7 separate regions of the Mus musculus genome follow, and regions 2, 3, 4, 5, 6 and 7 are each linked to region 1. A link is a contact called in public Hi-C, HiChIP or PLAC-seq and promoter capture Hi-C data. All regions are on one chromosome and are shown on one strand. The core of a region is the stretch at or near the end of the contact, and the rest is flanking DNA. Distances in the headings are between cores, read along the strand shown.

Region 1 (3,483 bases), core at 293-2,792:
TTAATGCATTGTTCTAAACAGTTTTTTCATCTGAAATTTACTTTCCTTTTTTTTTTTTTTTTTTTAAGTTTTCAACATTCTAAGCCTTTTATCGACTTTCTTTTCCTTTCTTTTTTGGTTTTTTTTTTTCCCTCCACCTCTGTACAAAACTCAAGTATGCAGTAATTCTTATCTTACTACAAAAACTACCAACTAAACCACAGCAGGCAAAGGGCTCTATCACTAGTAGAGTGAGAATTGCTGGTCACAGACTCAAAAACTCAGTTCAACAGTCTGGGGTTTCTAATCAATAAAACTTTAATAAGTTCTTTTCAAAGTAACAAATTTCAAAGGAAAAAGTTTTCAAGCAGTTGAAATGTTTTTAAGTTTTTATTTCCTTGTAACTCTTACATAGTTAATTAAGAGTAGTTGTGTAAAAGCAGTAGACAGAAAATATAAAGTACTCTAAAACCTTCTGAAGTCATAGTGCTCTATTTACTAGATACAAGTAAGTGTACTTCCCAAAGCATGAAGCTCCAAAGTCGAGGCAAAGGAGAATATTAAAGTTGTTAGTGTGTATACTAACGCCCTAGAGGAAATTCAAGTTTTCAGTTCATGTATCAAGTACATGCAGAGGGCATTTAATAAGTCTCTATAACGATCCCTTAGAAGTTGTCTCAGTTCTACAACCTTGAAGGCCTGCAAACCGACCTCCGCCCCTAGCAGGCTGGCAGTTATAGGCCTGTATAGTCCAACTGGGTCAGGTTCATAACTTGGGCCAACAAACCACAGGGGAGGCGCCTGGGAAAACGAAATTATCAGGTGGAAGGGAAAGAGCCAGAAGCCAGAAATTAGCAGCAGGGTCAGGAATGACTTGAATGGTAATACCAGAAGAGGGGCAGGGAATAACAGAGGCAAAGAAGAGTAATCCTTAAAACACCAATTCACTCTGAGAAAGAACTGTGCGTGGAAAAGAAGGGCTTGGGTCCTGTACAGGAGGCACACGGACCAGCACAGTGAAGCAAGAGTTTTAATAAAGTCCTGCAACTAGTGAGCAAGGACGACCGTGGTGACCCGGCACCACCACCCCGGCACAGTGCATGGCTCCTGGCACACAACCAAGAACTTTCTCTGAATGGAGGTTCGGAGTCTTGAAACTACGAGCTTCTTCCCAGAGACCCAGACTTCTAGCGGGACAGCAGGGCGGGCCGAGAGCGGAGAAAGCAGGTGCAGCTGTCCCAGGCACATTTCAGCGTTGGGATCCGAGGTCAAAGGCTGCCCTCCGCCCGCCCACGGCACTCACCCGGATGCCCTTCACCACGGTGATGTTCTCGTTCTCGTCCGCCTCGAAGGTGACCCGGCGGGTGCTAGCGGTCCCGCCCATGGCTCCTGCTTCTGTCCCCGCAGAGTCTGGAGCGTGGACCTACGAGCACGTCAGGACCCACGCGCACACTTGCGCGTGAAAGCCCTGGACGCTTCTCTTGCAGGGCAGGAGCAAGGCCACGACCCCAAAAAAGAAGCAAGGAGAAGGCGCCGGTCCCAAAAGCCCGCCTCCTCCGGTCACGTGCCAGAAGTAGGCCGCTTCGGGTTAGCCCGAGAAGCAAACTGCCCGCCTCTTATCAGAAGGTGCACTAGGATTGGCTGGATTGGACCCGGATGCTATGGCAACAGGTGGTGCTTAATAGGGCTTCCGGAGCCTCTGAGAATAATGGGAATTGTAGTCTCGATCCGGAGCGATAGGTGCTGTGACAGGTCTCACTCCCTAAACTGTAAAGTGAACCGAGCATTCTGGGAGTTGTAGTCTTGACAGCCCTGAAGGCCTCCTTCTGGTCTACTTTCAAAAAAGTTGGTTCACCCAACCAGCTTGTTTTGCAGTTGACTCTAGAACCTTAGGTAAGTTAGGTAAATACAGGCTCTCAAAGCTAGATATGGAAGATGCACTCCCCTAAACAAACAACTTGTATATTCCAATTCACAAACCTGTAACAACTAAACTTAGCATTTTGCCACTTAGTCTTTTAAAGGGGCCGAGACTACATATGCCTATGTTCCTATCTTATGACTTTGGTATTTGTCAGTCTGTATGAAATGCAACTTTTAATGTAGGGCTTTCAAATCTACATGCAAAAATGCACAGGAAAAATTATTTACACAAAGATACAGACAGAACACTGCTTCTCGTGTTTGTGTCTCTTATTCACTTACATAAGTTAGATCACAGGATGATTAGACAGAGGAAAATGGTCCGTTCATGGAGGAGTTATAGCAGCGTTAGACAAAGTAGAGATGATCTGTTTTGGAAAGTTTCTAGCTTGGTACTTTACCTCCAAGAAGTCTAAAAATGTTAGGATAACCACACACACAGTTTCAGTTTTGTTGTTATTTGGTTATTTGGTTGATTTTAGGGTTTTTTTGTTTTGCTTTTTTGTTTGTTTGTTTGTTTGTTTGCTGTCAAACACTGTTGCTAAAAGTACAGTATGATCTTAGATTTATGGAGCCAGAGAAATACCCTTTCATTTAGAAATTAGATGGATGGGACTACTGATGTAGCTCAGTTGTCTATGCAATGCCCCAGGCCTGAGCTATGTGAAGGAGGAGAAAAAACAAGAGGGAAGAAGAAGAGTGGGGCAGAAGGGGGATGGGAGGGGAGGGGACAGAACTAGCTGAACAAAAATACCTTTTTCAATTTGCCCTTCTCAACATTAAAAGACAGAGAATACAGCATACCATGGCATCCTCCTAGGCCAAAGGGATCCACAATGTTGAAGAAATATTTTTGAGCTTCAGTTATTTGTCAGCATGTCAGAATCTGTAGCGCAAGACACTATGTCCCTCCCGCTGCTATATCCCAGCATATAGCAGCAGTGCCCTTCATCTCATTGTGTCGTTCTTTTCAACACATGTGCTCTAAATCACATGATATTCTCCTGCAGTTCTGAAACTGCCTGCCCCTGTCTGCGTCCTCCCATTACATCACAGTTGAGCTTGCTTCTCTTGAGAACCCAGATACACAGGGATTGCCGTTCCTTACATCGGGTCCTCCCCATCCATAAACACAATCACCTCACTTCCTACCCCATAGACGGCGTGTATTGAAGGGTGTTTCATAAAGCAGTTGCTCGGTCTATATTTACAAAATTAGAGGCTTCCATACGGAGAGTGAGGAGATACAAATAACACTTGTTAATGAGGATGAAGACCAAGGCTGAGAAGGCAATGGATGCCTTCCATCAGAGCACCAAAAGCATCCGGTGCTCTCCTCAGCAAAGGACCCAGAATACTTCCCAACTCCTAGTGTGTTTCAAGCAACACTAAGTAGATCTTCTTTTTAAAAAATTTAATGTATCGCCGGGCGTGGTGGTGCACGCCTTTAATCCCAGCACTCGGGAGGCAGAGGCAGGCGAATTTCTGAGTTCGAGGCCAGCCTGGTCTACAAAGTGAGTGCCAGGACAGCCAGGGCTACACAGAGAAACCCTGTCTCGAAAAACCAAAAAAAAAAATTTA
Region 2 (3,483 bases), core at 397-2,896, 1.4 Mb before region 1:
TACACCCAGGACACTTTGGAGGCAGATCGCTTGCTTATTGGTACCTCTCTTCCCCTTTTCAAAAATCCTTGGAGAATTTTCTCGCCCAGTTTTTCTTCCTCAGCACCTGGCCACATTTCCTGCACACAACAGCCAGTCAATAAATATCTGTTGTGGCTGATGATGATCAAGAGTGAAATTGAGGAAGCCTTTCATGTGTTGATAATGGCGGTGCTGTGCATCGGATCGGGCGCGAGGGGCTGCCGGAAGCATCGATGATTGTTGTCGCAGTCTCGTCTCCCCGCGCCGACTTAGCAAGCCTCTGATTGAACGATGATAAGGGTATCATTTTGCTGCATTAGGAGGAAAAGGTATATGGAGATTTGATGTGAGTAGTGTTTCATAACTTTCTCTGGATAAAAATAGGGGCATTTGTCTTCTTTCATCTAAGGCTGAATCATTTCTGAAATGGAGCCTTAAATTCTGAGGTGCAGAACATTTCCAGCTAAGCATCCTTGAGAGAGCTCGCTTGCTTCATGGTTTGTTTTTTTCCCTGGCCAAATGGGGAGTAAGATTGCAGAAACCTGTTACCTCCTGATAATTGGAGCTCTGAATGGGCGTGTGCCCACAGAGAGTGGCAGTCACTCCCGGGAGGCTCCTCGCCCTAGGCTGGCTTTGTTTCACCCTAGAGCTGTGACTCAGGGGGACCACAAGGTGTTTTTAGAAAGAGAAATGAAGGGGTATCCTGCATACTGACATTTGTGGGGTACCCATTATTGTGCCAGGCACCGTGCAGAGGACAGAGACCTATCCCTTTTCCAGGGAATTGGGGTGGGTTTTGTGTGTGTGTGTGTGTGTGTGTGTGTGTGTGTGTGTGTGTGTGTGTGAGAGAGAGAGAGAGAGAGAGAGAGAGAGAGAGAGAGAGAGAGAGAGAGACTGCCTCACCCAATCCCTAATAGACGCTAGGAGTTCAGCTCATAAGGGTGGTTAGTGCAGGGTTGCTGATGAGGTTTGGGTAAAGAAAGGCTGGAGGCAGGCATAAATGGTCTTGGTGATGCAATTACTTTTTTTTTGTATTTATTTTTAGCCTATGTACAAAATGTTTTACCTGCACATATATGTATGGATACCACATATGGTGTCCTCAGAGGTCAGAAGTTAGCAGCGAATCCTCAGAATCTGGACTTATAGATGCTTGTGAGCTGCTGGGTGGGTGCTGAGACTCAAACGTGGGTCTTCTACAAGAGCAGCCAGGGCTCTTAACCACCGAGTCACCTCTTCAGCCTCTCCACCTTAATTTTTTGAGACCGTGTTCCTTGCTGAATTTGGAGCTAGACTGACCAGTGAGTCCCTGAGATCCTCTTGGCTTTGCCTCCCTGGTGCTGAGATTACAGACCCACGGCTGCCGTGCCCAGCTTTTTACATGGTATGCCCGGTGTGCAATTAAGGTCCTCATGAGTACCTGACAAGCACTTTACTGACTGAGCTTTCACCGTATCCCCAAATACCTCAATATGTGAAGGGGATGGCTTCAATCCATACCAACGGGAGATGTAGGTTTTTATTAGGGTGATAAAAACTAAGAAAAAAGTCAAGGGTTCCAATTACCTTAGAAGGTCAGAAGGGCTACTGTCTGTCATGTGGTCAATTACCCCAGGATTGTCCTCTGAGAGGGTTAGCCACGCCCCTCCATGGCTGCATCTCAGTCCATCTGCATACACTCTTTCTTCACGCCAGTGGTGCCTCCCGCCACCTCCTCTGCTCTCTTGCTCCATGCTTTGTGAGAAAAGGGACAGAATATAGTATGGTAGAAGGTCCTGGGGGTGGGGATGGGGGTGGGGGAGAGGAGTCCACAGTAGTCCTTTGGCTGTTAGAACCAAGACTGGCTACATTGTTTCATTGAGACAGTGTCACCTGGCAAAAGGATCCTGGTTTATCCTTAAGGTTGGGGTGAAGGTGAGAAATAAAGTAGGTAAAGACAGTAGCCACAGACAGCCTTCCCTCCCCTCTTCTGGGAAAACCAGCTCACGGTTGGCCCATAAGTCTTGCCACTCCCCAAAGAAGCCTCTTGCTAGATCCCCTAGGCCATGGTCACCCAATGATTCGGGTTCAGCAAACAGCTTCCTCTGGTGTCATGTCTTCCCTAATGGAATGACTGCTTACCATACCCAGTTAGAGGAGAAGTGCTCTGCAGATCGAAGCTGGCTGAGTCAGGCCCAGAAAGGAAGGAAAGAGATCACCCCAGTAGGGAGATTGGCTTAGGGAGGCTTGAGAAGGGTCATGGCGCAGGCGGAGGGTCTGTTAGTGTGTGAGGCAGAGGACTAGTCACATGTAGTAGCTGGATACTAAGTCTGGCAGTCTGTAAATGGTAGTGTCAGAAAAGCGGTGGCCTGGTCTGCAGAAAGTGAGGGGAGCAGGGACGAAATGGGCAGAGCAGGTCCCCCTGCCACCATCTCCTAGCCCTGAAGGTGGGATCCTGTGGGAAAAGCCTCAGAGACTGAAAGAACTAGGTCGGTATCTCCGTTAGGGTTAAGCAGGGACATAGTTGCAGTGCTAAAGTCTCTCCACCAGAGGGCGAGAAAGCCCCACATATGAGACCTAAAGGACAGTGGTTGCAGATCAGAATTAGGTCTGCATGGGGAGAGCGTTAGACTGAAGAATTAGGCCTGCCTATAATCATTCTCACCGAGAAAGAGTAGGCAAACGTTTCCCAGCATCTAAAGCCACATGGAACAGAGCATAACTTGTGGGCGTGCTTGCCCTGGTGGGGTGACACTATAAGGTACCCACCCCTCCACCCCACCCGGCTGACACAGGAAAGATCTCATTTGGATCATGTCAGTTCTCCACTTCTCTGATTCATTGTTCAAAATGGGGGGTTAACTCCAATTTTATCTGAGAGGACACTGGCCCGTGAGAGCATCACTGGAGGTGTCAGGGCCACACCTTCTGCTCTGAGGACCCTGGAGACGGATCACCACTGCTCATGGGCCTGGCTGAGGGGCCTGCCTTTGTTCAGTTGTAGGCAGGACAGTCTCAGAATCAGACTGAAGCCAGGGCAGCTGCACAACACGTTGACCCTAGGGTTCATCATCCTTGATATGAATATTAAAGACCAGCTCTTAACTAAGGTCCATCATCAGGGATGATGTCAGCGCACCAACATTCTCTTGAGAGTGAAGGCAGCAGAGTTCAGCAATGGCAGTGGTGGGGGCTCGCCCTCTCTCTGTCCCTTGAGCCTGAGCACTGGTTTGAATCATGGAGGGAAGGGAGTCCTTGTGAGTAATGAAGGGAGATGGGAGAGGCCGTGAGATCACACAGTCTTTTTTTTGTAACATCACATTTTTTATTGATTACTTGAGAATTTCATATACTGTACCCCAATCTCACTAGGCCTCCCAGATCCAGCCCTCAACTCTTGTGACCTTATCCCAGAAAAAAGAAGAGAACAAGAGGAGGAGGAGGAAGAGGAGGAGGAGGAGGAGGAAGAGGAGGAAGAAGAAG
Region 3 (3,483 bases), core at 612-3,111, 1.4 Mb after region 1:
CTCCTTCTGTATTTCATTTTACTCCCATTTATTTCTGGATTGAAATATATGCATTTAGGATCTTCTCTTTCCATGTGTCAGTGGGATTTCAGAGAGGGGAACATGTAGAGACGTCACAGTGTGAGATGGAGCTTGGCTATGATTTCTACCTGATCTTTAGCTTTCTTGCCTAGTTATCTGGTCTTTGATGGGGTGAGCCCTGTGTGTAGGCTTCAGAGATGTCCATATGACTATCCAGTCTCTAGCCACAGAGCCTACTCCCTGAGTCCAATTTACCTGACTGTGACAAGTGTATGCCAGTACATGACATTGTTTTACAATTCTAACTACGTGGTGGCTAGCTGGTGCTCTTCTTTCAGCTAGATTCTACAGCACATGTAGACTATCCCATGTGCGAAGACTCAAGAAATACAGAGGGAACCCTCTGCACATACTGGGGCAGTAATTGTCAGTGTCCTGGGATATGGAACTTCTATGAAATACCTACAATGGTACACTTAGGGATATTACTCATTCCTATTATAAACCAATCGAAAACAAACTAAATATTTAAGAATAGTGGAAATGACCAAATAAATGTTGACAAAATAAAATCTTTTGCAACCATTAAAATGTATGTGGTAAAAGTAATTTTAAAATGGTGTTTTAGGGCTGGAAAGAAGGCTTAGCGGTTAAAAGAACATGCTGCTCTAACCGAGGACCCATGTTCAATTCCCACACCCAGTGGCTCACAACCACCTATAGCCTCCAGGGGATCTGATGTCCTGGGATGGCCTCCACAGGGCTGCACACGCGTGCATGGGCACATGCAAAAGTAAGAAACAAAACCAAAACATGAAGTCAAAGTGACTTGTTGTAGATGTTTAGAAAGTTTGTTTTATGAAGTTAGCTTCCAAAAATATATGTATAGTATGTAAGAACTAAGACATATATACTCAGAGACATTATTAATAAAACACATATGCAAAGACAGAAGAAAACAGCACTGCGAATGGCAGTTTAGGTGATGGGGATATTCTGCTTCAGGTTCTCACCCTTATAAACCATCCTTGCGTTTCACAGTTGAGTACATGACATTTCATAGTCACAAAAGATTGTTTTCAAATCAGGCACAGTTTTTTTTTTTTTTTAATGTCGTTATAAAACACAATTGGTCAAATCCCTAAATCTGAAAGAAAAGAAAAGGAAGAAGAAGAAGAAAAGTAGGCAACGAGGAAGAAAGGAAAAACAAAGGAAGGAGAAAGAGAATTTCATTAGGAAAGAACCTGTCCCAGTGGCTAGCAGGTCATTTTCATCCTCAGGGAATCTTCTTGCCTTGCAATCTGACAGAAAACGCACAGATACAGGCATTTCTAGAAAGGTGTCCATGACCTACATTTAAAAAAAAAAAAAATCTTTCCACAAGGTCACCTGCCAGTTTCCTCTGTAACAGACATCCCTTAGTTTTGTGGCCAAGGACAGTTATTTCAAAGTAGTTACTGTAAAAGATGTCTCATTTTTCCTCGACATTTTTATTTGCCTCAAACTGCATGAGCACCCACGCAGTTCACTAGCGTTATATCCACTCCCAGGGCAATGACCCTTCCCAAATAAACTTACCAGTTCATCTTGGATGACCTTTCAACCATGTCACTTAGGTTCACAAACCTCTGATCCGCATACCCAATAAAGCATGCATTCTGCCCAGATAGCCTTTGCACTGTGCTGACTTTAATCTTTGTTTACGATGATCAGTGTGGCACAAGATTGACATGAAGTTCCTGTTCTCATGCCCCAACCCTTGGCTGTGGCTGCTTGCCAATGTGGTAAGAGCCCGCCTCCTTTATCCAGGACATAAAAATGTCACCAGCCTCCTTGTAGAGAAAGCAGGCATTTCATCTGCTCACTCAGAGAACTCTCTGCAGCAACCATGGCCACCTTCGTGGAACTCAGTACCAAAGCCAAGATGCCCCTTGTGGGCCTGGGCACCTGGAAGGTGAGTGTGCAGTCTTGGGACACCTGCTGCCTTTGAGGGGAGGTCTGGACATTTTCTTTTCTGTGCAGAGCATCTATCTGCCTTGGGTTTGATAAGGCCAGCATTATCACCTGTTGTCAGCTGCTTTGGGTTGCAGATGAGCCTTTCCCAGAAATGACAATAGCTTCCTTGGCGAATATCAGGTTTAAATTTGTACAATTTTTCAGGGAGAAAACTGTTTTCAGGGAAGTTTTCTCTTAGAAAGCCTTTCCTTGGGACTCTGAGGGTCTCTGTTGGTTTGTTACTGGCTGAGTGACTGAGAGAGAGTATAGAGTTCTTAATGACCCCACTCTTATGATGCAAGACTATGCCAACATCTGAGTGGCCTGGGAGCTTGTGGGAAAGGCAGAGGACAACTGGACTGGCCCAGGCAGTTTACAAAATCTCCATGTGATTCCCCCACACCTTAAGACCCATGCAGCATGAGAGCCACAGAATTGGAGTCAGCTCAAAGTCTGCCCTGGCTGTGTTAATCTCTACTGGCAAGTTGCTCTGTGGCCCATCCCAGTACCCAGTGAAACAGATTTCTCACGAAATCTTGGGACAAGTCTGACATTGGTCCATCTTCTTCTAACTCTGCCTTCTTTGCTGTTTCTATTACTGACAACATGAGAGTAGCCAGCTTGTTAACCAGGAGCTGTTTTTAGTTTTGATTTTGATTTCTTGAGACAGGGTTTCTCTCTCTCTAACCTAAAATGACCTTGATCAAATTTGGAGTAATCCTCCTGCCTCAGCTTCTTGAATACTGGGATTATAGGTGTGAGCCTTCATCCTTGGCTCAGGAGTAGTTTGGGAACCCATCTGTCTTAGTTAGGGTTTTACTGCTGTGAATAGACACCACGACCAAGGCAAGTCTTATAAAAAACAACATTTAATTGGGGCTGGCTTACAGGTTCAGAGGTTTAGTCCATTATCATCAAGGTGGGAGCATGGCAGTATCCAGGCAGGCATGGCACAGGCAGAGCTGAGAGTTCTATGTTTTCATCCAAAGGCTGCTAGTGGAAGACTGACTTCCTGGCAACTGGGGTGAGAGTCTTAAGTCCACACCCACAGTGACACACCTACTCCAACCAGGCCACACCTCCAGACGGTGCCACTCCCTGCTCCAAGAATATACAAACCATCACACCATCTGTCCTGTGTCCAAGACTCATTTCCAGTCTTCCTCTGTTTCTCTTTTCTTTACACAGAGGGTAGGTTCTCTCTTTGTTTCTACATTAGATTGGGGTCTTACTAGAATGGTGAGACTTGCAACCAGAGTAGAAATTTCACATTCCCTCAAGGTGACAAATAATTACAAATCTCCAGGATACTCACCCTGGACAAATTTAGAAGAAATGCACTTTCAGAGTTCCAAAAGCATTTGTAAATATTTGTAAGAAGTTGTTTTCGAGGTAAGGACTCTGTGCTCACCAGTGGACAAGCAGGAGGGTGACACTTTGGCCCTGGGCCCCAGTGCTTTTGTGTTT
Region 4 (3,483 bases), core at 623-3,122, 1.3 Mb after region 1:
GAAGCCAAACCTGACTTAATAGAATGTCCTAATGAAGTCTGGAAGGAATCCAGGGGCAGGGTTGAGAGGGAGTGGAGAGGAGCAAGTGGCAGCATGGTCAAGTCATTAAATCTGAAAGAAAAGCAAAGAAGAATGAAGAAACTTTTTTATTATTGAAAGAAAAGAGGCTGGAAAGATGGCTCAGTGGGTAAGAGCACTGACTGCTCTCCCAAAGGTCCTGAGTTCAAATCCCAGCAACCACCTGTAATGAGATCTGACACCCTCTTCTGGTATTTCTGAAGACAGCTACAGTGTACTTATGTATAATAATAAATAAATCTTTGGGCCAGAGCGAGCAGGGCTGACCAGAGAGAGCAGAATTGACCAGAGCAAGTAGAGGTCCCAAAAATTAAATTCCAAACAACTACATGAAGGCTCACAACCATCTGTACAGGTACAGTGTACTCACATACATAAAATAAATAAATAAATCTTTGAAAACAAAAAGAAAGAAAAGAAGGGAGGGGAGGAGGGAAGCAGGTGAGGGGGGAGGAGGAGGAGGAGGAGGAGGGGAGGGGGAAGTAGGAATGAGGGAAGAACAGGAGGGTGGGGAGCAAGGGGGAGGGGTGAGGAGGGAGGAGGAGAAGGAGAATTTTAGTAGTAAAAGATCATGTCGAAATGACTAATAGGTAATCTCTACTTCTAGACCAATTTACTCCCATGATCTTACAGCAATTGTGTGAACACAGATGAAATTACACACTCACACAGCCACGCCTGACACAGAGGCTACTATAACCGCACATAATGTTACTCTGTGTTTACTTTTGTGTTAAGGAAGTTGAGATTATGATTCTTTCTTCTTTGGTCCAGCCTCACATTACTGCTTTTCAAATTCATACATTAAAAAGAGTGACTGGCCCAACTTGGGATCCATCTCATGGGAGGGCGCTAAGGTCTGATACTATTGCTGATGCTGTGTTGTCCTTACAGACAGGAGCCTGTATGACTGTCCTCTGAGAGGCCCTACCAGCAGCTGACAGAGACAGAGGCGGATACACCCAACCGTTGGACTGAGGTCTGGGACCCCTATGGTTGAGTTAGGGGAAGGACTGAAGAAGCTGAAGGGAAGAGTGACCCCATAGGAAGACCAGCAGTCTCAGTTTATCCGGATTCCAGGGAGCTCCCAGAGACTGAGCCACCAACTAGGAGCATACACGGGTTGGTCGGAGGCCCCTGGCAAAAATACAGCAGAGGTCTGCTTGGTCTGGCCTCAGTTGGAGAAGATGTGCCTAATCCTTGAGAGGCTTGAAGCCCCAGGGGAGGGGGAGGTCTGCGGGGGCACCCTCTCGGAGGCAAGGGGGAGGAGGAATGGGATGAAAAATTTTGGGAGGGGGGACAAAAGGGGGGACGGGAATGTAAATAAATAATAAAAATTGAAAAAAAATTCTGCAAGGACATCCGTCAATTGATTTCCCACCGATATCTCTTGTTATCAATATTGTAGCTAGTGAAATAGTGGTTTCAGAAATAATTGATGTGGCTAGTCTGACAGTAGTGGGTTATCAGTACTAATCGATATCAGAATGATTGCTATATGCCTCCTTGTTTGCCTTGAATTTTTTTTCCCTAGCTGAAAACTTGTTGGACCCCTAGAGTATGTGCACTCTCGAAGCAATGACCTTCCTTAAATAAACTTATGCATTCATCTTTCACTGCCTGTTATTTTTGTCCACACACCTGTGCGGGCACTGCTGCGGGAGCCTTGCACTCTGCAGCAGGGAAACTTAGTATTCTGCAGTGTTTACTGCTGGTCAACCCTACGAAAAACCGAAATGCACTTCCTGTGCCAGTGCCCGCCCCCAGGCTGTGGCTGCTAGCCAGTAGGAAGAAGAGCCTGTCTCCTCAAGGACACGGAACCAGTTGCCAGACTCCTAATTTAGGCAAAGGCTCCCGTCTGTTCCCTTTGAACCGTTTCTGCAGCAACCATGGCCGCCTTCGTGACGCTCCTTACCGGAGCCAAGATGCCCATTGTGGGCCTGGGCACCTGGAAGGTGAGTGCGCAGTTTTTGGGCAGCTGCTTTTTTCAAGTGGGGACAGGTCTTGGCACGTCTTCCTCTTTGCATAGCATTTGCCTGCCGGGTGGGGGTTGGGGTCGGGTAAGGCTGGAACTCTACAGCCTTGACCCAAGTTGCTTTCAGTTTTTGTGCTGCTTCAGGCCTCAGAGCTGGCGTCTAACTTCCCTAACAAGTGTCGGGATCCCAGCTGTTCCTGGATTTTTACAAAGTACAGCAAACCATCATCTCCAGGCAGTTATTCTCGTCGCAAGCTTTTCCTCAGAATTACTTCACAGTTTACAAGTTTTGGCTGTGTATTTATTTCTGGTTGAATTATTTAGAACGAGAACGCTGAGCTCCAAATGACCCAGCTGCCCTTGCTACCCATGCTGAAGGACCCCATTACCTACTTCAGAGTAGTCTGGGAGCCTGTGAAAGCCCAGTCTCAGACCCCAGCCCAGGCACGTTCACTTTCCAAAGACCCCACTAGTTCCCACATGTTAAAGCCCGAGCAGGATCAGGGTGGCAGAGAGACTGAGCGAGAGTCAGCTCAGGTCCCACCCTGGCTGTGTTCAACTCACCTGGCAAGTTTCTCCGAGGCTCATCTCAATGCTTAGTGAAACGGTTTTGGACCAAGCCAGAAATTACACATCCATCAAAACAATAACTAATCACTTGCAGATCTCCAGGGAATCAACTCACATGGAAAACTTCACAGAGATGAACTTTCAGAATTTCAACAGCAGACGCAGACTGTAAAGGAGTTGGGCTCAGGATGAGTAGCCCGTGCTGCCAGCAGTGCGCGTGCAGGGGGGCGGGGCTTTCAGCCTGGACCTCAGTGCCTCTGAGTGGCTGGAAGCAATTCCTTGTCCCAGTGATGGCGCAGCTGTTGCTGTTTTATGATCTTTTAAAAATTAGATTTATTTTTTATTTAAATTTCAAATGTTATCCCCTTTCCTGGTCCCCCCTCCAGAATCCCCCTATCCCATCCCCCCTCCCCCTGCTTCTTCCCTCACCTACCCACCTACTCCCACCTCCCCACCCTCGAATTCCCCTACACTGGGGCATCAAGCTTTCACAGGACCAAGGGCTTCTCTTTCCATTGATGCCCGACAAGGCCATCCTCTGCTACATATGCGGCTGGAGCCATGAGTCTCTCCATGTGTACTCTTTGGTTGGTGGTTTAGTCCCTGGGAGGTCTAGGGTGTCTGGTTGGTTGATATTGTTGTTCTTCCTATGGGGTTGCAAACTCCTTCAGCTCCTTCACTCCTTTCTCGAACTCCTCCACTGGGGACCCTGTGCTCAGTCCAATGGTTGGCTGCAAGCATCCACCTCTGTATTTGTCAAGCTCTGGCAGAGCCTCCCAGGAAACAGCTATATAAGGCTCCTGTTAGGATCCACATTGGCATCCACAATAGTGTCTGGATTTGGTGTCTGTATGTGGGAT
Region 5 (3,483 bases), core at 719-3,218, 1.3 Mb after region 1:
ACTTCCCTTTATGGACTAAAATCTCCTATATTTAGCGTCTTCTCTTTCCAAGTGTCAATGGGATTTCAATGGGGTAGGAGGGCATGAAAAATGTCATGGTATGAGTTCTGCTTGGTTGTGACATCTCCCTGAAGTTTGTCACCCCCCGAACTAATTTATTGGGTCCTCAGTTACAGTCAGCATTCCTAAACTGCCCGTATTACCAATGTCCTTAGCTGTAGAGCCTACATCGTGGCTCAGTCTCTCCTGAGAACATTAAGTTGTACGCACACTGCAACTTTAACAGTGCTGACTGTAAATATTTCTAATCAGCCTGTGAACCCCTTCAGTCAGTTTCCCCAGACATTTCAGTTCCTCTCTCTGTGCTGTTCTGGAGACACACTGAAGGTGGCTTAGGCATACACCTGGCTACCTGCCACTGTCCCTGGGCATCTGTGGGTCAGGGCTTCCATCCTGAGCTTGCTATTTCTGCCCTAGGCTCACCTTGGAGACCAGAGCTCCTATGATCTGGGACTTCTTGAATCAGTGAGGTATTCCAGTTACACCCCAAGGTTATTGCTGATAAGTATTTCAATATTGGAAAATGATAATTTTTATTCTCTTATAACTCCCGTAAAATCTTTTGTTTACTCTGATTTTTCTGGTTTTTCTTTCTAGAGGACATGCATTAGTTTTATAATATCAATAAAGTAAAAGTCAAGAACATTTACATATGATTCTTGAAAAACTATAAACATGGAGGTGAGAATGTATTATTCTATAAATGACTGAAAATTGCCATTTTGAAAAAAAATCAATTTTGACCTATACCTTGTGTGATAAACTGAAATAAACTTCATTTGAGTCTATATTCCTACTTCTAAAGATCTATCCCCAGGGAATGAGGCCCAATGCTTCACTGCAATGATATTTCTTGAAATATTATTTATACACAATAGAAACCAGCTGGAAATCAGCAAGAGACCTAAGAATAGTGGAAATGGTAGAATAAATTACCATAAAATAGAATGCAACGTTAAAATGTTTAACATAAAGGCAATTTTGAAATGACTCACTATAAACGTGTAGAAAAGCTAGCCTTGTGGTGTCAGCTTTGGAAAATGTGGTGCGGTGCATAGAAGCTGACACAGGCTGAGAAGAGCCCAGGAAACTGCACCGGGCAATGGCATCCGAGTGACAGAAAAGGATGTTTATGCTCGCATCTTTCTTTTTCATGCTGTCCTTAGTGAAACAGAATATAATCACAAAAGTCTGGTTTTTAAATGTAAGCAAAAAAAATGTAAAAGCTCACTATAATTATACAGTTAGACAACTTGTCAAATTTCAAATTCAGAGAGAGGGGGGATAGAGAGAGAGAGAGGGAGAGGGAGAGAGAAAGAATATTATCAAAGAAAGGTCTTAGTGGTTAACAGGGGAAATTTGCTTTTCACAATCTTCCATCAATTAGATGAGTAAAACTTAAACAAACAAACAAACAAAAAGAGGGTCAGAAAACACTCTCTCCTCTCCCGTTCCCTCCCCTCTCTCCCCTCCCCCCTCCTCTGCAAGCGCCCCTGTCATTGATCTTTTGTGATCAGCAACAGTTAGCTCAAAATAATTTATGCAGCCTCCCATTTTGCCTCTGAAAACTTTTACTTGCCTCAACCTCATGGAATACCTACAGGCTCCACCGTTCTCCACACACTGTGGAAACCCATACATATTCTCCACACACTGTGGAAACCCAAACATAGCTAGCAATATAGCTCGAAGGATCTTTCACCCCATGCGCCTAAGGCTCATACACCTCTAAGTAGCTCTACAAAGTAATTTATATTCTGCATCAGGGAGATTTCCCTCTGGTTTATGACTAATCTTTACTCACACTCTTAAAAGCTTACAAAAGACTGGGATGAACTTCCGGTTCATTGCGGGAGGGGGGGCGGGGGCGGGAGGGGTCTGGGCGTGGCGCTTGCAGTAAGAGCCGGCCTCTTCATCCAGGACGTTAAAGCCTCCATCTGTCTCATTAACAAGGACACAGACATCTGCTCTCAGCAAGATTTTGGCAGCAACCATGGCCACGTTCGTGGAACTCAGTACCAAAGCCAAGATGCCCATTGTGGGCCTGGGCACCTGGAAGGTGAGTGCGCAGTCTTGGGCACCTGGTCTTGGCATTTCCTCTTCTTTTTATGACATCTACTGGGAGTTTGGAACCCTAGAGACAGAACACAAGTTGGTTTTGCCTTTTGTGCTGTTTCAGACCTCAAAGCTCTGACAGACTTTTTCCAGCAGAGATATCCCTGTGAAGTGTCAGGTTTCAAGTTTTCCCGAACTTGCCAGTTACCCTCTTAACAAGCTTTCTTCTGAACTCATGAGACACTTAAAGTTTTATAAGTTTTGGCTGGTTTGAAGCAGGGCAGTGGTGGTGCATGCCTTTAATCCCAGAAGTTGGGAGGTAGAGGCTGGCGAATTTCTGAATTTGAGGCCAGAGGCCAGCCTGGTCTACAGAGTGAGTTCCAGGACAGCCAGGGCTGAGTTATTCAGTGGCAGGACACCAAAAGCTCCAAATGACCTAGCTCTGTTTGGTGGGGGAAAGACTCTGCAGCTTGTGGCCTGGAAGCCTGGGGGAAAGGTGGAGTCTCAGACCCTAGCACAGGCTACTGGCACCTGCACCTTACCAAGACACTACACCATTTTCTGAGCACATCAAACTAAGCAGGAAGATGACAGAGCCTGAGCTCAGATCCTGCCTGGCAGTGTGCTCTCCTGGAAGAATGCTCCAAGGCCCTTCCCACTTCTGTTGAGACAAGTCTGACATTGTTCCATCTCCTAACTTTGTCCTTGGGTTTATTTCCTTTCGTGATAACAGGACAGTGGTCAGCTAGTTTCCAGGAGCTGTCTCTATTTGATTTCTGGCGACTGGGAGTTACACTTCAGTTTAGGCTGCCCTAGAACTTATTCTATAGCTTGGGTTGGCCTTGAACTTGCAATCCTCCGGCCTCAGCTTCTAGAGGTTATCACAGGTGTGAGCCACCTCCAGGAGGAGTTGTTTTTGGAGTCCGAGTCTCTTGTCCTGGTGGCTTAGCCTCTGTCTCTCGCTTAGCCTCTGTCTCTCGATCTTTGCACTGTCTTTTTCTTCTGATCATGGGACAGAGGTGGGGCCTCTCTTTGATTCAGCACTGGGTTTAAAACCTCGAATTTGCTCCAAATTAGACATTTCACTTTCTACCAAGCTGTCAAGCACTCTGACCAGAAGTAACCCACAGAAATCCAAAGATTAGACCGAGCGCTTGACAAGGGAGTTGTTGTCAAGATAAGGAGGTGGTATCATAGAGGGAGAGTCTGCTCTTATCTGAAGGAATGCTGGCAGGCAAGATTCTATTGGAAGGCCCAGGTACTTCTGAACCGCTAGGGGTCACTTCTGATCCCAGGGAAGCAGGCTATCTCTCTGGAGCTTTTCTGTGTTTGATGCTTAACCAAGATATTTCTAGATTTGGTGAAAGA
Region 6 (3,483 bases), core at 285-2,784, 1.3 Mb after region 1:
TCTGAGATCCAGGCACAGTGGGAAGTAACAGAAATGTCTGAGAAGAAACCAAAACGATCTATACATACAAATGTATGTTATTTTAAACAAACACCCAGCTCTCTGAGGCTGTCACATGCGCTCTAGCCACTGGCTTATGAATGCTTACTCCTTATTTATCTCAGAACTGATCTCAAAATGCTGGCCCATGAGACGATTTTTCTAAAGCGATGAGCTTGGTTTTTGGAGAAATGGGACAGAATTAAAGTATCATCATCCTACCCATAATTTGGGTCATGTATTATAAAACTACTGTAGTTACATGTGCCTGTGTGTGCTGTGTCCAGTAGCTGTGTTTGCTATGGCAGGGAAACCGTCTTTCTTATCATTCCACCACACCGAATTCAACCTGGTATCACGGTTGTAATTCAATCATACCTTTGCAGTCACCAAGGACCCTCTGTAAGGAAACAAAAGCCGCACTTGCTAATCTACTGGCTTAGATACACGTTCTGAGAAAGACAAGTCTATGACCTGTTTCTTATTCTCCATTTGCATTACCCGTTGTTTTAACTGTAGTTTGGGTAGAAACAGACTCTGTCTGGTTTCAAACCATTTAAATTCAACCCTACCTGATTTTCTCTTACCTTCACTGTGTCTAAGTGCCCAGGTCCACCATACTCAAGGTTCTTAAAGATCGAGGTCACAGCATCGGTCTATAATATATAATACAACTACCCTGCAAGTAGCTTAAGAGCTAGGTTTTTCTGCTTCAGCAATAACACCAAAAATTGGTTCCTTAGTTGCCAAATAATCAAATCAGTTATAATTTTTGGTTTTTAAATATCGGTTCTTTCTTTTTGTATTTCACTATGATGTATCTGGCCCTCTTCTCAACTCTGCTGTGTTGTGTTGAGGTTTTGGGGATATCTCGCCTGAAGTCTTCTTATTAGTGGGTGGCACCCAGCAACGCGGAAGTCAGATTAATTCTCCAGGAGTTCCGCACCCATTAAGAACTGCACTCAGAGACTTAGAGGACAGAGAAACAAGCTGGTTCCTGGCAAGCTCTCGCCTGCTAATTTAATTATCTCAGGCCCATTGGCCCAAGTGGCTCATTCCCGAGAGGGCAACATCTGCGCCAAGTGAGGTCAATTCACTCGTGAGGCTGGGGCGCCACAGGTGCCAGATGACAAATCTAGGGCTCTGCTTCAATCCCTCTCACCCGGGTCACCGTGGGTGTGTCTCCACCTGGGGCGCCCACGCGGACTCGAGCGCTGCTCGCCCGAAGCCCCACACGCCGGGCCGCAGCCAGATACGCTCACAGGCCCCGCCACGCGAGCCCCGCTCCGCGCAGGCCGCTCAGGGTCACCCAGCGGGCGGCGGGTCGCACCCTGATGCATGCCTACCTTCCAGGTGCCCAGGCCCAGGGTGGGCATCTTGGTGCCGTTGTTGAGTTCCAGATGGCTGGCCATGATCGCTGCACGTTACAAACCCGGACCGGCAAATGTGCAGCGCTGGCTCGGGCGCGCACCTTTAAATAGCCCCAACGGCCTGTAGAAAGAACGCCTGCCATTGGTTGCACGGCTGAGAGACGGATCCTTCTGATTGGTCGATGCCGCGGTTCTGAAGGGGTCGGCGAGGATGCTTCTTTCCCTAGGTCCTAGCGGCACGGAATTCTCCAGCTGCTCTGCTTGCGCCCCACGTGGCAGTGTTTGCCCGCTGTTGTAGCACCAGACGGAAAGCTCTGAAAATAACCAGCAGACTAGAGATAAGGAGACTGGGGAGAAGTTTTGGTTTCGTTTTCGAGCCCAGAAGAAGACGTCTGTGTCTTTTCTAATCTCAGAATGACACTCTTCTGGAATCTTACACATCTTGCTTTGAATCTGATGGAGCAGATAGGCGTCAGGTGTATTTAAGAGCGTTCCCCCCCCCCCTTAGATTAAAAGTTAAATTTCAGGTGTACTTAAGCACTCCCATCCCCGCTATTAAAATGATTGCAACCGGTTTTGCAGAGAACTACGAAATACCCGTTTGTAGTACCTTTCTACCACTACCGGTGTCTGAACATGTTTAGTCTGGTTCAACAAGACTTGATGCAAAAATCCATAACCGTTAAGCTATGATCTCCCATAAGTTTCATCTCTGGATCACACATAAGTGATTTTGGAAAGTAAGACTCTTAAGCGGAAGGTTCCAGTATAATAAGTTGGCTAAACTCTGGAGGAAAAGTGAAAAGTCAGAGAACAAAAAAGTGAACAATCCCATAGTAGGAAAAGTCCATTCTCATACAGCAATGATTCCATGTTAGGGGGTACGAAATAAATCAGTTGTATTAGGTAGAAAAACAAAAGACTTTTCCTAAAATAATCTGAGTTGCCCCAAGAACTATGACGGCAATTTTGGCACTCGTCCAACACCCCTCTGAGTGATGGTCTGTTTCATTCCAGTCTCCTTCTGCTGGGTCATGCTCCAGTTGCCCCCTGATTACGCAACAGGGACAACTGCATCTGCAAGGTAATGAGTCAGGAACCCCACCTCTCTAAATCCCATTCTGGTGATTTTCCAGTCGGTGCCCTCTTAAAAAGTGGCACTTCTCCACTCCCACCCCAGGGAAAATTTATAAAGAACAGATATTTTCCACTTGAGTTTTATTAACAAAACCAATCCCCACAACTGGTGGCATGTGGAAATTCTGGTGTACTTTTTCTCTAATTAATAGTATTTGAATTTGAGTCTAGTTCTGGGGATTTGGTTTGTGTAAGATAACAGGTGACCTGACGCCCACCACTTGTCCTCTGTGAAATCCCTCTTGGCATAGAGACTTCTCTGCCTTTTGAACCTCCTGGGTCCAAACACAAAGAGCTGATTGATGTCTTGTGAAGTGATGCTCTTGCTCTGTGTGGCAGCTCACATCTCTTTACTTGACATTAAGAAAATAAAGGGGAAAGGACCGAGATGTTGTAGTCAACCTGGTTGCTAAACGAGATCCTTTCTCAAAAGATAAAAGAGGCCTTACCACCACCACCGAAGTGTGCGTCTTTACTGACAGGTGGCATCACAGAGGAGTCATCACCAGCTAGGGAAATGCACTACGTAGCAAAAGCTTTGTTATTGCAAAATAAACTAAGTATGTTTGACCCTCTAAAACACAGTATTTTGCCTGGGCCAGTCAAATGTAGAAAGGCACACCTGTGGAATTCTCCTATCAATCATGGCACTAAAGATGAGACACTGTTACAATAGTCTCCTGGTAACTCCTGTTGTTGCCTCCATAATCTTTATAAAATTTATTGGGCATGTATCATATCCTTCTTTAAAGAAGAATAAAGTAGGCTGGAGAGATAGCTCAGCGGTTAAGAGCACTGCCTGCTCTTCCAAAGGTCCTGAGTTCAAAATCCCAGCAACCACGTGGTGGCTTACAATTGTCCGTAATGAGATCTGATACCCTCTTCTGAGATGTCTAAAGACAGCTACAGTGTACTTACATATAAATAAATCTAAAAA
Region 7 (3,483 bases), core at 307-2,806, 1.2 Mb after region 1:
CAAGAGACAGTTAGACACTGCCAACCAGATGCCACTATTTCTGGTCTCTCCATCCTCTCTCCTGCCTTTTCTTGCTAAGACTCCCCTCTTATTGGAAGTTTCTGTTTAAGGAACAAAAATCTCTGAGGGACAGAGGCATACTAAAAGGAACAGGAAACTTACGTGTGCAAAGCTGTAACCGGAGAGAGAAGCTAGCCCACTTCCTCAGTGAGCAGGAGAGGGAACCCAGCCCACCTCTTCACTGTAAACAAGAGAGGGAAGCCAATCAGCCTCTTCAGGGTAGTGGACAGAGATAGAAACAAGGTCTAGAATGGGATAACAGTAGAAGATTCCAGAGCAACATGATATCAGCTGTAGGGAGCAGATGTCCCAGGTAGCCCTAAGATGTCTGTGTTTTTCAGAAGATCTGAAAATAGGAATGAGGTTATGAGCACTGGCCTGCCATTGCTGCTGAAGAGGCCAAGTGTGGCTAAGCTATGTTCCTCCAAAAGTATTCAATTTCCTCAGAACCCATGTATACCATGGGGAAAAAAAGCTTATGTCCCATATCCATCCATCCATTCACCCACCCATCCATACATATACCCATCCATCTATCCATCCATCCATCCACCCATCCATAAATGAGTTCATGTCCTATACCCATCCCTCCATCCACCCACCCATCCATCCATCTACCCACCATTTACCCATAAACAGCTTCCAAGAGTATGCTGTGTGGCTGAATCCTCACAGATCCAACAGAGAGCACAAGGCTTGAAACCTCCTGGATCCAGAGAGCCCAAGTTCTACTGAGATGGACACTCCTTAGGTATAAGAAAAACAGTGAATCAGAAGCAAGTGGTGAGATGTGTTGGGAAGAGAACAGAGCAGAGCCCAGTGCTGGAATATATGGGGAAGGCTGGTTTCATCCTGGGATGAGATGTGACATCTAAATTGACACTGACGTAAGAGTAGAGGATAAGACCTAGGCGCCTCAGATGGAAAGCTTATCCCCATGCAGTGGGAACAGACTTCAGAAGGCCTGAAGTAAGAGCATCCCTTCTGTGTTCCAGGCTAGCAACCATGTGGATCCTACAGAGGGAAGGAGGGGAGGTGACAAGGAGGAAGAGGAGGAGAAACATAGAGACAGACAGAGACATTTAGGAAGCAAAGTTTCAAAGGCCATCTGACTAGTCCCTGGACCACACTGAGACCTCTGTTTCATTTTAGATGCTGGAGAGGGTGTGTGTTCTACATTGTCCAAGAGTCAGTCTGACTAGTGTGTGGGAAAACAGGGAACCAGAGATCCTCTGGTTGTTTCAGTCCTCCAAGAAAACCAGCGGTAAAGGTCTGGCTGGTGGCAGCAGAGATGGTAAACATGCTCACATCCTAGAAATATTTTTATATTCTATTTTTATATTCCAGTCCTCATTCACTGGTGAGTTAGCTTTGGAATGTGAAGAAGGAGTTGGGCATGGCTCCAGTGCTGGCCAGGGCAACTGGGCAAATGCAGGAGCCATTCAAATGAGCCATTCATTGAGTCAGTGAAGACTGGAGACAGCAGTTCAGAGGGGGGTGGAGCCCGCAGTTGGGGATGTGAGCCCTGGGGTGACTCAAACTTCCAAGAAGGGGTGCTATGCAGTAGGGGAAAGCCCCAGGATTGTACAAAGATAATCATAAGTGATACAAATGATCACCCTAGGGCATAAAGATTTTAATTTTTATGCTTTTTGGGGTACACTCACTTACATTGAAAGGTCAGTCAGTGTGTGTCTGTGTCTACAGATGGCTGTAGACTGGCATACTCTACTTGGTGAATACATGCCTGCATTTCTGCAAAAGAGGTATCTATAGAGCAGAGACTAGATCATTTATTCTCAACACTGACCAGATATGAACCTCTACATTAACTATCACCCTCTCCAAAAGAGGAGTGTCTCTATAATCTACTAAAATCACCACTACCCAGGAGTTAAAGGTTTCTATAAACCCAGACATGAGCACCGTGAACTAAGCAGCTGTGCTTCCAATTATACTGGTACTTTCTGGAGTTTTATCTTATGCCCCTACATATTGATATGCATTGTCAATTTGGCCTCAGCCCCTTGTGGGCAGGGAAGAGCTATGGTCATCGATCAGTATTTACTAGCTGATTGATTGAGTTCCTCTCAGACTCTGTTCCTAGCTATACCACTAATTAGCTCGTCGTCCTTGAGTTAGGCAGTTAGTTGTTCTGACTCCGGGTTCCATGAAAAGAGCTCACGATCTTTCTGTGCTTCATTCTGTTTCCTTTCATTTTGCTTTGTTTGTTTGTTTTTCTTATTTGAAACAAGGACTCGTGTAGCCCAGGCTGGCCTCAGACTCAGTGTACAGCTGAGGACGATCCTGGACTCTCACCTTCTGACTTCAGTTCACAAGTTCTGAGATTCCAGCACCACACCTAGACATAATTAATAATCGTCATGGTCCCTTCCAGCTTTAAGTTACTATGAAGTATTTTGTCCTACCATGTTTTTGGAAACTAGCCATAGAAGTCCTGCTGCTTTTGACTTGATCAGTACTCCAGCCTTCTGAGTACAGGGAGTGCAAATAAAGGCAGTGCGAGAGAAGAAAATGGTAGCAGCTTTGCCGAGAGTCAAGGAAGGAGAAGGCCCAGGAGACGGTGGCTCAATTCCCCAGCAAAACAACTCATATAAACGAGCTGATGATAGTCTTTGATTGCCCATGTCAAAATTAATAGACCTTAAAGAGACTTCAGAAATATGTTCTCTTGAGTTGTTCAGGAAAATCCATGCACGGGGGAAGCAGAAATCTAGAAAGTCAATAGAAGTTATTGTCATTGTTTCTATTTTCTTTCTCCTGCTTTTCGAAAATAAAGACCCAAGAGGGGATCGTTAAACAGGGTCTGATGGCTTCATTTATCATCAAGGAGCCATCTTGGTCCTCTCCCCTCTGCCTTCCTTTCAGTCTCCTTTCTTCCCTGTGTTTATGTGTCTGCTGCTCTTTCATGCCACACTGTGGGTTGTGATGTGGTTAGGAAAGCACAGGCCCCAGCTCAGAGGACAGCTACGGAAGGGCTCCTGGTGATGTAGTGAATAGGGTAACACAGTTCTCATGTGACATAGGATGGGACCAAGTGAGGAACTCCCAACAGTCTGAAGAAGCTCTTCCCAATATGTGAATACATGCACACGTGCACGCATGTGCGTGTGCACACACACATACACACACACACACACACATGCACACAAATACACATGAGCACACAAATGTGCACACACATGCATGCACCCACGCACAAACAAGCATACATAGGCATGCGCACACACACACACACACACACACGTATTAACACAAACACATTCATGCACAAACACATGCATGTATGCACACTCATAATAAACAGATTGTATTAGGTACAAAAAATACCTGGCTGCATAAACAGGATCAATGCTTTCTCTTCTTCACTCAGTAGCTTCAGCATCTACCCACCACAGCATT

Evidence for each region. Promoter capture Hi-C pulls out the DNA fragments that hold promoters and counts their contacts. Hi-C and Micro-C count contacts between places; a contact is called where the count stands out from the background. HiChIP or PLAC-seq counts read pairs in DNA pulled down with a chosen protein or histone mark. Capture Hi-C pulls out chosen DNA fragments and counts their contacts.
Region 2: a Hi-C map of cortical neurons shows a contact between it and region 1, with 4 times the contacts expected there. The contact joins the enhancer-like site here to the promoter of Chchd3 in region 1. A contact is called at or near these places in 4 of 39 promoter capture datasets (the 3T3-L1 cell line, cranial neural crest, embryonic stem cells and 1 more), 2 of 484 Hi-C or Micro-C datasets (cerebral cortex and cortical neurons) and 1 of 115 datasets of contacts at active chromatin or transcription factors (large pre-B cells).
Region 3: a promoter capture Hi-C map of embryonic stem cells shows a contact between it and region 1, with 2.8 times the contacts expected there. The contact joins the promoter of Akr1b7 here to the promoter of Chchd3 in region 1. A contact is called at or near these places in 2 of 39 promoter capture datasets (embryonic stem cells and liver).
Region 4: a promoter capture Hi-C map of liver shows a contact between it and region 1, with 2.9 times the contacts expected there. The contact joins the promoter of Akr1b10 here to the promoter of Chchd3 in region 1. A contact is called at or near these places in 3 of 39 promoter capture datasets (embryonic stem cells, liver and pre-B cells), 1 of 484 Hi-C or Micro-C datasets (B cells) and 1 of 9 other capture datasets (liver).
Region 5: a promoter capture Hi-C map of 3T3-L1-derived adipocytes shows a contact between it and region 1, with 5 times the contacts expected there. The contact joins the promoter of Akr1b8 here to the promoter of Chchd3 in region 1. A contact is called at or near these places in 7 of 39 promoter capture datasets (the 3T3-L1 cell line, 3T3-L1-derived adipocytes, embryonic stem cells and 3 more) and 2 of 9 other capture datasets (adipose tissue and embryonic stem cells).
Region 6: a contact with region 1 is called in a promoter capture Hi-C map of pre-B cells, with 6 times the contacts expected there. The contact joins the promoter of Akr1b3 here to the promoter of Chchd3 in region 1. A contact is called at or near these places in 3 of 39 promoter capture datasets (embryonic stem cells, liver and pre-B cells), 2 of 484 Hi-C or Micro-C datasets (CD4 T cells and erythroblasts), 3 of 115 datasets of contacts at active chromatin or transcription factors (astrocytes, double positive thymocytes and large pre-B cells) and 2 of 9 other capture datasets (adipose tissue and liver).
Region 7: an H3K27ac HiChIP or PLAC-seq map of T-cell acute lymphoblastic leukemia shows a contact between it and region 1, with 4 times the contacts expected there. The contact joins the enhancer-like site here to the promoter of Chchd3 in region 1. A contact is called at or near these places in 4 of 39 promoter capture datasets (the 3T3-L1 cell line, 3T3-L1-derived adipocytes, the C10 cell line and 1 more), 1 of 15 datasets of contacts at CTCF or cohesin (the NIH/3T3 cell line), 1 of 484 Hi-C or Micro-C datasets (Th1 cells) and 1 of 115 datasets of contacts at active chromatin or transcription factors (T-cell acute lymphoblastic leukemia).

Annotation. Positions count from the first base shown.
Region 1 is chr6:33,058,718-33,062,200 of GRCm38.p6, forward strand. Chchd3 (coiled-coil-helix-coiled-coil-helix domain containing 3) reads right to left here and starts at 1,543. Exons shown (of 8, transcript NM_025336.2): 1 at 1,283-1,543. The coding sequence starts at 1,363.
Region 2 is chr6:31,658,400-31,661,882 of GRCm38.p6, forward strand. The region is part of intron 1 of Gm13846 (a long non-coding RNA gene); the gene reads left to right. Among named protein-coding and RNA genes, the nearest start is that of Gm13848, 6.0 kb to the right of the region's middle. Within about 2 kb of position 1,647, at least 22 of the 459 cell types and tissues checked have an H3K27ac peak or open chromatin away from gene starts, as enhancers often do. A contact at or near this core is called in cortical neurons, where this site is marked.
Region 3 is chr6:34,410,501-34,413,983 of GRCm38.p6, forward strand. Akr1b7 (aldo-keto reductase family 1, member B7) reads left to right here and starts at 1,862. Exons shown (of 10, transcript NM_009731.2): 1 at 1,862-1,975. The coding sequence starts at 1,910.
Region 4 is chr6:34,382,375-34,385,857 of GRCm38.p6, forward strand. It overlaps Akr1b10 (aldo-keto reductase family 1, member B10 (aldose reductase)), which reads left to right and starts at 1,873. Exons shown (of 10, transcript NM_172398.3): 1 at 1,873-2,033. The coding sequence starts at 1,968.
Region 5 is chr6:34,352,178-34,355,660 of GRCm38.p6, forward strand. Akr1b8 (aldo-keto reductase family 1, member B8) reads left to right here and starts at 1,969. Exons shown (of 10, transcript NM_008012.2): 1 at 1,969-2,119. The coding sequence starts at 2,054.
Region 6 is chr6:34,315,955-34,319,437 of GRCm38.p6, forward strand. Akr1b3 (aldo-keto reductase family 1, member B3 (aldose reductase)) reads right to left here and starts at 1,535. Exons shown (of 10, transcript NM_009658.3): 1 at 1,386-1,535. The coding sequence starts at 1,451.
Region 7 is chr6:34,273,080-34,276,562 of GRCm38.p6, forward strand. No RefSeq gene overlaps it. Among named protein-coding and RNA genes, the nearest start is that of Akr1b3, 43 kb to the right of the region's middle. Within about 2 kb of position 1,557, at least 60 of the 459 cell types and tissues checked have an H3K27ac peak or open chromatin away from gene starts, as enhancers often do. A contact at or near this core is called in the NIH/3T3 cell line and T-cell acute lymphoblastic leukemia, where this site is marked.